Linked DNA regions of Hordeum vulgare: all the other regions are linked to region 1. The links are chromatin contacts, called in public Hi-C maps. All regions are on one chromosome and are shown on one strand. Each heading gives the region's core, a stretch centred on a gene start, on an enhancer-like site or on the middle of the called end of the contact. The rest is flanking DNA. Distances are from core to core; before and after follow the strand shown.

The links. Hi-C and Micro-C count contacts between places; a contact is called where the count stands out from the background.
Region 2: a Hi-C map of leaf shows a contact between it and region 1, with 4 times the contacts expected there. The contact joins the promoter of LOC123427019 here to the enhancer-like site in region 1. A contact is called at or near these places in 3 of 6 Hi-C or Micro-C datasets (leaf and seedling).
Region 3: a contact with region 1 is called in a Hi-C map of leaf, with 4 times the contacts expected there. The contact joins two enhancer-like sites. A contact is called at or near these places in 2 of 6 Hi-C or Micro-C datasets (leaf and seedling).

Annotation. Positions count from the first base shown.
Region 1 is chr1H:129,177,940-129,180,922 of MorexV3_pseudomolecules_assembly, reverse strand. No RefSeq gene overlaps it. Among protein-coding and RNA genes, the nearest start is that of LOC123426992, 310 kb to the right of the region's middle. Within about 2 kb of position 1,577, at least 2 of the 3 cell types and tissues checked have open chromatin away from gene starts, as enhancers often do. A contact at or near this core is called in leaf, where this site is marked.
Region 2 is chr1H:129,918,231-129,921,213 of MorexV3_pseudomolecules_assembly, reverse strand. LOC123427019 reads left to right here and starts at 1,574. Exons shown (of 2, transcript XM_045110953.1): 1 at 1,574-1,879; 2 at 1,974-2,148. The coding sequence starts at 1,574. The coding sequence ends at 2,108. LOC123427009 (MAR-binding filament-like protein 1) reads left to right here. Exons shown (of 3, transcript XM_045110942.1): 3 at 1-427. The coding sequence ends at 174.
Region 3 is chr1H:129,861,564-129,864,546 of MorexV3_pseudomolecules_assembly, reverse strand. No RefSeq gene overlaps it. Among protein-coding and RNA genes, the nearest start is that of LOC123397558, 11 kb to the left of the region's middle. Within about 2 kb of position 1,551, at least 3 of the 3 cell types and tissues checked have open chromatin away from gene starts, as enhancers often do. A contact at or near this core is called in leaf, where this site is marked.

The DNA of each region.
Region 1 (2,983 bases), core at 328-2,827:
CTTAGTTTTTAAGATGCTCCTATTTTCAAATTTGTTCATAAACTAACAAATTGTTTATGTTTTCCAAAAATGTGTGTGTATTTCAAAAATTATTCCGAAATTAAATAAATGTTCCGATTTTATAAATTTGAATAATAAATTTTAAAAGCATCCGTGTTTCCAAAAAAAATATTCATGATTTAAAAAAATATCAAAATTTGATAAAATACACCTCCTTTCAAAGAAAAAAAATCATATTTTCAAGGATTTTTCACATATTTAAAAAATGTTCATCCTTTTTTTAAATCCTTCAGGAATTCGAAAAGATTTCCGTTTATAAATGTTGCTCGTAAATACAAAAGCTTTTTAAGTTTTGATTTTTTTAAAGCAGTAACCTTTTAGAAAAAAGAGAAAGATGAAGACACAAGAAAATAAAGAACAGGAGAAAAAATAAAAAAATAAAAAAATAAAATGGAAAAGAAGTAACTAAAGTGAAAAAGTGGGAAAAAAGAGAAATAAAAGTGAAAGCTTAACTCGGCCAGCCCGGCCATTTTGCCATGCCCCTACCTGTGCGAAGCGGCGACAATTTGCCGCAGAGAAAGCCTATTCGCTGGTCGTTGCGAAAACAGTGTTGGGCTTCACACAGGATACGATTGTGCCCGCTGTGCACGGCTTGCTTAACGTTCCATCGCCCCTGATTTTCCAGCCAGTTTTTTCGGTTTCAGAAAACTTCTAAAAGATTCTATGAACCGGTTTTTCTTTCATTTTTAATTTTTTCTTGTTTCTTTTTTTTTCTTCTATGTTTCAGTTTAAAAAATATTTTGGAATTTCAAGAATTTTTCTGAATGCTCTGATTTTCGAAAAATGGTTGTAATATTTAAAAATTCTTCTTCAGATTCATAAAATATTTTTTCTTTTCAAACAAATGTTCTGGATTTGCAAAAAAAATCTTCAAATTTGAAATATGTTTTTGCTTTTAAAAAAATGGTCTGGATTTTCAAAAAAAAACTCGTGATTTTCAAGAACTGTTATGTGTTATAGAATATTGTTCTTGAAATTTGATTTTTTTTTTTGCTTTTTGTAAAAATGTCCTAATTTCAAATTGTTGTCGTTTATCACAATTGTTCATAACAACAAAAAATATTCGAGATTTTACAAAAATGTTAGATTTTCCAAAAATGTTCAGTATTTTCAAAAAAGGTTTGATATTTTCATAAAATGTTCGAAATATCAAAAGAGAAACAATTTCTTAACTAAGTTTTTGTTTGCGAATTGTTCTTGAAATTTATGAAATGTTCTTGCTTCTAAAAAATAGTAAAATTTTAAAAACTTGTTGTTTTTCAAACTTCATTCATGAATTCAAAAATGCTCTGAATTTTCAAAAAATATTCTTCAAATTCAAAAAATGTTTTTGCTTCAGATATGCAAAGAAAAGAAAAACGGACCAAAAATTAAAAAAAAGGAAACAAGTAGAAAAGAGAAACAGAAGAAAAGAAAAAATGAGAAACATTAAATTTTTTGAGACGAAAAACAAGCTGGGCTGGCCAAGTTAGGGCGAGCCCCGTGTGTGTGCTAGCCCTTCCCTGCCGCAAAATGCTATTTGACGCATTGTGCCAAGTCTTGTCGGAGACGATCGATCTGGCACAGTTAGCGCGCTTGCACTGTCCAGTTTTGGGAATCTTTCGCAGCAGGTTTTTTCTCGTTTTGTTAAACTTCTAGAAGGTCCCTTGAAGCAGTTTTTTTTTTCTTTTTTTCTTTTTTTCTTACCATATCTGTGCCAAAAAATGTTTTTGGATTTTCAAAAAAATATATTTTTAAAAAATGTTCTGTATTTTTCAAATATTGTTCTCGGTTTCATAATTTGTTCTTACTATTCAAATTTGTTTTCCTTTTCAAATTTTTTTCTCAATATTCAAAAAATGTCTGTGCTTTACTAAATTGTTTGCGCTTTCAAATTTCTTCAGCTTTTTCAAAATAGTTCTCGGTTTCAAAATCTCATCTCAAAATTCGAGAAATGATTGTGCTTTAAAAATTTGATCGCTCTTGTAAATTTGTTAGGACTTTTTCAAATTTGTTCTCAGTTTCAAAATTTCTTCGCAAGATTCAAAAAATATTCATAATCCAAAAAATTGTTCTCATTTCAAAATTTGTTCACGTTTCTCTAAAATTGTTCACGGTTTTATAATTTATTCTCAAAATTTAAAAAATGTTTGTGCTTTAAAATTTTGTTTGCGCTTTCAAAATTGTTCTCCTTTTCTCAATTTTGTTCCCACGATTCGCTTTACAAAATTGTCCGCGCTTCCACAATTGTTCACGTTTCTCAGTTTCAAATTTTATTCTCAAAATTCCAAAAATTGTCGTGCTTTAAAAATTTGTTCACGCTTTCAAATTTGTTTGGTTTTTCAAAAAGTTTCTCCTCTTCAAAATTTTGTTCTAAAGATGAAAAAAATATTCATGCTTTAAAAAAATGTTCGCGTTTCCAAATTTGTTCCAGTTTTTTTTAAATTGTTCTCGGTTTTAAATTTTGTCCTCAAAATTCAGAAAAATGTCCGAGCTTTATTTTTTTTCGGGCTTTCAAATTTGTTCGCGGTTTTTCTAACATTTTTCGTGATTCCTCGATGTTTGAGAGCAGTTTCAGAAATGATGCCCACATGACAAGCTGCAGCGAGCATATTTTCGTGACTTTTTCTAAACCGCTCGTCAGAATTAAGCAAATGATATGACATTGGAAAGATATCGTCGATTCGCATCTTTTTCATGTAGATTACTCTTTTGAATTCCTTACGATTTGAGAGTAATTTCGAATTTCATGAAAAATATAATTCTTTTTTTCAAAAAAATCGTTTTTTTAACTGTTTTCGCTGCAGCTTTTAAACCGTTCGTGAGAACGAGGCGTATGATATAGCGTTGAAATCTGAGGAATAAGCTCACCTTTCATATGTTGGTCATTTGTTGGGATTCCTAGCGGTTTTAAATGAATTTTAAAAACGGTGTGGCTGCCTAC
Region 2 (2,983 bases), core at 325-2,824, 740 kb before region 1:
AGGCAGATTACTGCAAGTGGGTCACAGAATACAGATGTTATGGAAGCAAGCCCAACACCAAATTTCAGTCAACCTCTGGAAGATCGTGTTCCAAATACCAGTAGTACTGATGCTGTACCTCCTCGTTCTGCTAAGAAGATCTATAGGAGAAGAAAAGACAGACCATCAACATAAGCATTATCAGAACATGTGATCTACCATCAATCTTCCATTTGCTCTCATTTCCAACATTTGAATGGTAGCACTTTATAAGAAATGTTTTTGTTTAACTTCCAACATTTGAAAGCTAGCATATTAGACTACTCTAGATTATGAGGAATTGCAAATGTATGTTTATCTGTGTACAAATGTGTTGTTGTCTTGAGTGTGTCATGAATTATAATATGGCGACTCATGCTATCTTCTTACTAAAACACTTCAAACTGCACGTGCAATCTGCTTATCCAGCATTAGGAATGCTTCTATTCTGGTACTGTTTACTTTTCTGTCTCATGTTCTGCATTTTTATCATGAACCTACATTCTCCTGATTCATTTAACTCAAGTGCGAATTATGAGATGGCGGGAGGAAGTTTATTAATGCCTTGACATCTTCTGCTTGATTTGTGAGCATTGGGATTTTGAGAAAGAACAAAGTTCCCAGACTTCGGGAGTCAAAAGGTATGCAGTTTCCTTTCACCTCCCATTCCCCCCAAAACATATGGTGCTGCAAAAACTTGGTCTGCTGCTGCTTATATATGAAAACCATTCCAACTATTTTCAATTTTCCATGCTGGGTCTTAGCATACTGTTCTTTCTGTTTTATCACATGCCCTATTGTTATATATTTATCTGCATCTTGCCAGAATCTGGTCTTAAGATTCCAGAATAGTTAGTCTCAATTATCCTTGAATGAATTATTTATGTGTTTCTAAATTGTTAATTTCCCACTGTCTTTTTCCCTGATTACATGTTGTCATTTCATTTGTCAGGAATTTGCTACTCCCTCTGTAAATAAATATAAGTGTTTAGATCACTAAATTAGTGATATAAACGATCTTATATTTCTTTACAACGGAGGGAGTACTTTGATTCAGAAGACTTCTTTTGGTATCTCTCGTCTTCAAAATGACTTGTCTATTCTAGTATGGATGATGCGGATCTGGATAGGCCATCCCTGATTCCATGCGGCCATGGTGTTGTAATTATTGAAAAATTGCACCTATAGTATTTTCACCAGAATGTTTAAATGTAGGACCGCCATACATTTGACCACAGCGCTATGTTAGCATGTGCAACTATGGTTTGGGTTGAACACACCATGTTCAAGTGATTCTCGTTTTCCTTTGTTATCAGGGTGCCTTTAGGTTGCACCCACTTTTGCTGACTTTATTGCAGTTGTACTTCCCAGTTTGTTCTCTTTGAAATGTCCAAATCTTCCACAATGGGCATTGCAAGCACTACCTAGTTGCCATATGAACGTATGGTAAACCTGACAAATAATATGCCCCTTCCATATCGACAAGGGCAGTCTATCTCTGTGGAAGGAATGGAAGGAGGCAAGATCATTTCCTATCTTACCTGAATTGTAACTAATGGGTACCGCTCTCTGGATGTATAGATGGGGCGTACTGAAGCCGATGGCCAGGAGAGGAGATTCTGTAGAGTGGAATCCGGTTTCACCTGCGAATGGACAACGTGCGCGGTGGCGTGTGGCTCTGGCTGGGCAGGTTTGGCTCGGCGCCGTGGGACGCGGATCGACGGCTGGGAGCAGCGGGCGGCTGGCACATGTTGGGCGCGGGGACTTGCAGGGCGAGGCAGGCATGGCGTCTCCCGAGCGTGAGGTGTGCTGCGGGTGGAGGGCCCTGCTAGTTCTCTGCTCTGCTGCTTCGCCTCGGCTGGTGGGTGGGTGGTTGTCTGCCGGTGCGGGCTATAGCAGGTGGTCGGTACTGTTTAGGAAAAACTGATTCCTTAATCATTCGTTACTGTTTACAGCGATTATATATCGTCCGGACAGACGCGACGCTTTGTGAAGAGACGCCGGTTCCAGAACGACCGGGAGAGGCGTCGGTTGAGGACAGAGCCGTCCGACGGTTGGGAAAAGTAGATTTCCTAATTACATTGGTGTAATAAATCTTAACATTCTCCATAATCTACGCTTGATCATGTAGAATCGTCTCATGATCATCCAGATAGGGCTATCATCTTGAAAAGATTCTCCTTCAAAAAGTTCTTCATGAAAACTTAATGAGAACCTGAAACATAAACTCACAAAGAGATAGCATAATGTGATGTTATTAAGGATATCTTAAGGAAAGACTTCACCTGTTGCCTGCAAGTCTCTAAGTCGCCGCATACCAATTTCATGAACATATTTCTGAAATGTTGAGTTTGGTAGAGACTTAGTAAATAAATCAGCAAGGTTGTCGCATGATTTGACTTGCAGAATGTTTATTTCCCCGCTTTTCTGAAGATTGTGGGAGAAAAACCATTTAGGAGAAATATGCTTAGTGATATTGCTCTTGATGTATCCTGTTTGCATCTCTGCAACACAAGCCGCATTATCCTCATAGATAATGGTGTGTGATTCAATTGAACCAATTTCACATGACTGTTGTATGTGGTTTATCATTTTGCGAAGCTATACACATTCACATGATGCTTCAAATAATGAAATTATTTCAGAATGATTGGTAGATGTAGCCACTAGAGTCTGTTTTGAAGACTTCCATGATATAGCTGTACCACCATGTAGGAACACAAAACCGGTCTGAGATCTGGCATTATGGGGATCAGACAAATAACCGGCATCTGCATACCCAATCATATTAGAGTCCACATTGCTCTGAAGTTGGAAAAATAGGCCTAGATCCTTTGTGCCTTGGAGATATCGAAAGATATTCTTCACTCCAGACCAATGACGTTTGGTGAGAGCTGCGCTGTGTCTAGCAAGTAGATTTACTGCAAATGCAATATCAGGTCTTGTGCAATTTGCAAGATACATA
Region 3 (2,983 bases), core at 302-2,801, 680 kb before region 1:
TGGCATATCATATTGTATTACATACATAAGTTTACCCACCTTATTGATACCACAGAAAACACTAATGTTTGTGTTTCATACATGCACGAACTTAATGTATGTTTCCTGCAAAAGAAACATAATGTATGTGAAAATAAATAGTACACTAAGACCTCCTTTGGTTTACATGAATTTTATTGGAATTCCCAAGGATAGAAAACTCTATAGGAAATTTCCTTTGAAGCTTTTTAGTTTGTAGAAATAGAATCATATAGGAACCAATCCTGTGTATTTCAAAGAAGAAAAAACAATAGTCTAGATCCAATAAAACAAATCCTATCCTAGAAATGAAATGACGCCTCTTTTTATATATGATTTGAAATGTATGTCATTTCATTTTCAATGATTTTTTATTTACACAAAATTCCTTTCTTATGAAACCAAATGAGGTTAACTTAGGAATACAAGCACACATCCCGCATAAGCCCGTAAAAGCATGATGTTAGTATAAACTAAGCTAAATCTGGATGAAAGAATTATAACTAATTTGATTTTTTTTTACTTGAAAGCAGGGCGGTTCGGACGCCTCTCTCCATCCCTAGTATAAGTTCATGTAATTAGGAACAATTGTAATCCTGACATAAGTTGACATAAGCTACTTTCACCTCTCAAAAGTCAAACACTAATTTACTGTAGTTCTAAAAGCTAGATCAGCAGAGAAGGAGCCCCATGATTTTTTTTTTGAAACAAAGCAAGAGATTTACCATTTTTATTAACTAAAAAGAAGATTTAGACAAACGTCGCAAAACACCGAGATGAACAAAGAAAGTCTACTCACGCGACATCAGGATGCTCAAGTGGCTGGCCCAACCAAATCCCACAGATGGGCTTCCTCTTTGATTCTCATGACAACGATTGCGGTCCGGGCCATAGTGCTTCGGAAAATCCTAACATTTGATTTCTTTCATATTTCCTAAGAGACCAACATCATCGCACAAGCAATGACCTTTCTGCAATGGCCAGTCATGTACACCGTCTTTTACCGTCAAATTCGAACAGAACCTTCATTTTGTAAAGTCATTGACGAGTAGCCGTAGATGCTGAGTCAAACGGTGATCTCGTTCCAAACTCAATCTCGTTCAAAATCTCATTCGAAGTCATTTCGCCAAGTCATGGGATTATATTTTATTAAGAGAGAAATGTGAGACGCTGAATTCAACTGTTTTTCTTTTTCTTTTGAGGGGTCGCCGAATTCAACTGATGAGGGGTCGAACACAGGCCGGCGAGGGGACACAGCAGCAATTCTACAAAATACAGGTTTCTCAAAAGAACAAAAAAAAAAAAATACAGGCACGTTCACGCTGAGAAACTTCCTTTCTGTGTCGTTGTTTGAAGGGTGAAGACTAACAATTCATTTCCAATACCGGAAGAGTTACCGTACAAATACGAAACCATTTTAAGCTGGATGGACGCACGAGTGGGCGGAGACAAAAAAGCGATTGCTGCGAAAAGGACATGTGTGTAATCCAAAGAAGTGTCCAGCTAATGAATGGCTGGCTTGCATTCGTGTGGACGCCGACTCCCTTTCCCGGTGCCATTTTGCTTTGGCATTGATCTGGGCCAAGCATGTCTCCATCTCCCAAAATATTGGCACAAGTATAATAATCGTAGGATTTCCGAACTAGTAAGACTCAAATCAACCTACGAAGGTACCAAGAGCATCTCTAGCAGACCTATATAAAGACGCGACTCACATAATAACCGTTAAAATATGGATCGATGTAGAAAATGTTGTTCAATCAAACTCTGTAAACGCGTCTGACCCGTAAAATATTTGGAGGTGCGCGGAAAAATCCCATCCCCGACTCACGAAAACACAGGTTTTCGCCTCGCCCCTACGGTGCCCCGTATCTCAGGAAAGCGGTTGATGGGAGGGACATTTGAGCCCGCGCCCTTTCCCCACCCCCTTCCGCCGTCTTCCGTCATTGGTTTCGCCCGTACACCGCCGGCGGTTCCGGCCAAATCTGCGGGCGGAATCGCATCGCGTGGGTGCCCCTGCCTCTCCCACCGAGCCACTGCACCGGCTCTCCGAGTCCGCCAATCCACCGCGCCTGAAGAGCCACCTCCGGAGATGGAATTGAGCCCGTGCGAGAAGTTTTTGCTCGACGATTCATCCGATTCAGACGACTCGGATGTTGAGACAATGCTTCTCACTTTCGCCAGCATACGTTGGTGATGACCCTTGCCGTGAAGGACCAGGAAGACGAGAACCAAAAGAGACGGCGAGGATCGACCATCGACCGTCTTTGCATCTCTCGAAATCGCCATCTCGGGAACGAGATGTTGATGCAAGACTATTTCGCGACAATGCAACATATGCGCCACACCTTTTCCGGAGAAGGTAATGTATGCGCCGATCCCTCTTTGTGAAAATTGTTCAAGTTTGCGAGGGCAATTGTCGGTATTTTACTCAAAGAAGAAATATCGCGGGCTTGAAGAGATTTAGCGCATACCAAAAAATCTCGCAGTTATGCGGGTAATTGCATACAGCATTCCGGCTGACTATGCCGATGAGTACCTTCGCATTGGTGAAGATACTATAATTGAGTCAGTGCGTAGGTTTGCCAAAGTGATCATCCGTGTCTTTGGTCCTGAATATCTTCGGGCACCGAACGAGGAAGACACAAAAAATTGATGGCATCTAATTATAGAAGAGGTTGGTCTGGCATGCTAGGAAGCATAGATTGTCTGCATTGGACTTGAAAAAATTGCCCGAAGACATGGCAGCAAATGTATTGTGGCAAGTCTCATGATGCAACAATTCTGCTAGAGGCCGTAGCATCCGAGGATTTATGGATTTGGCATTGCTTTTTTGGTATGCCGGGTACTCTCAATGATATCAATGTGTTACAACGGTCTCATTTGTTTGCTAGGCTTGCTAGTGGTGATGCTTCTGCTTGCAACTACACTATCTATGGGCATGAATACACAAAGGGATACTATC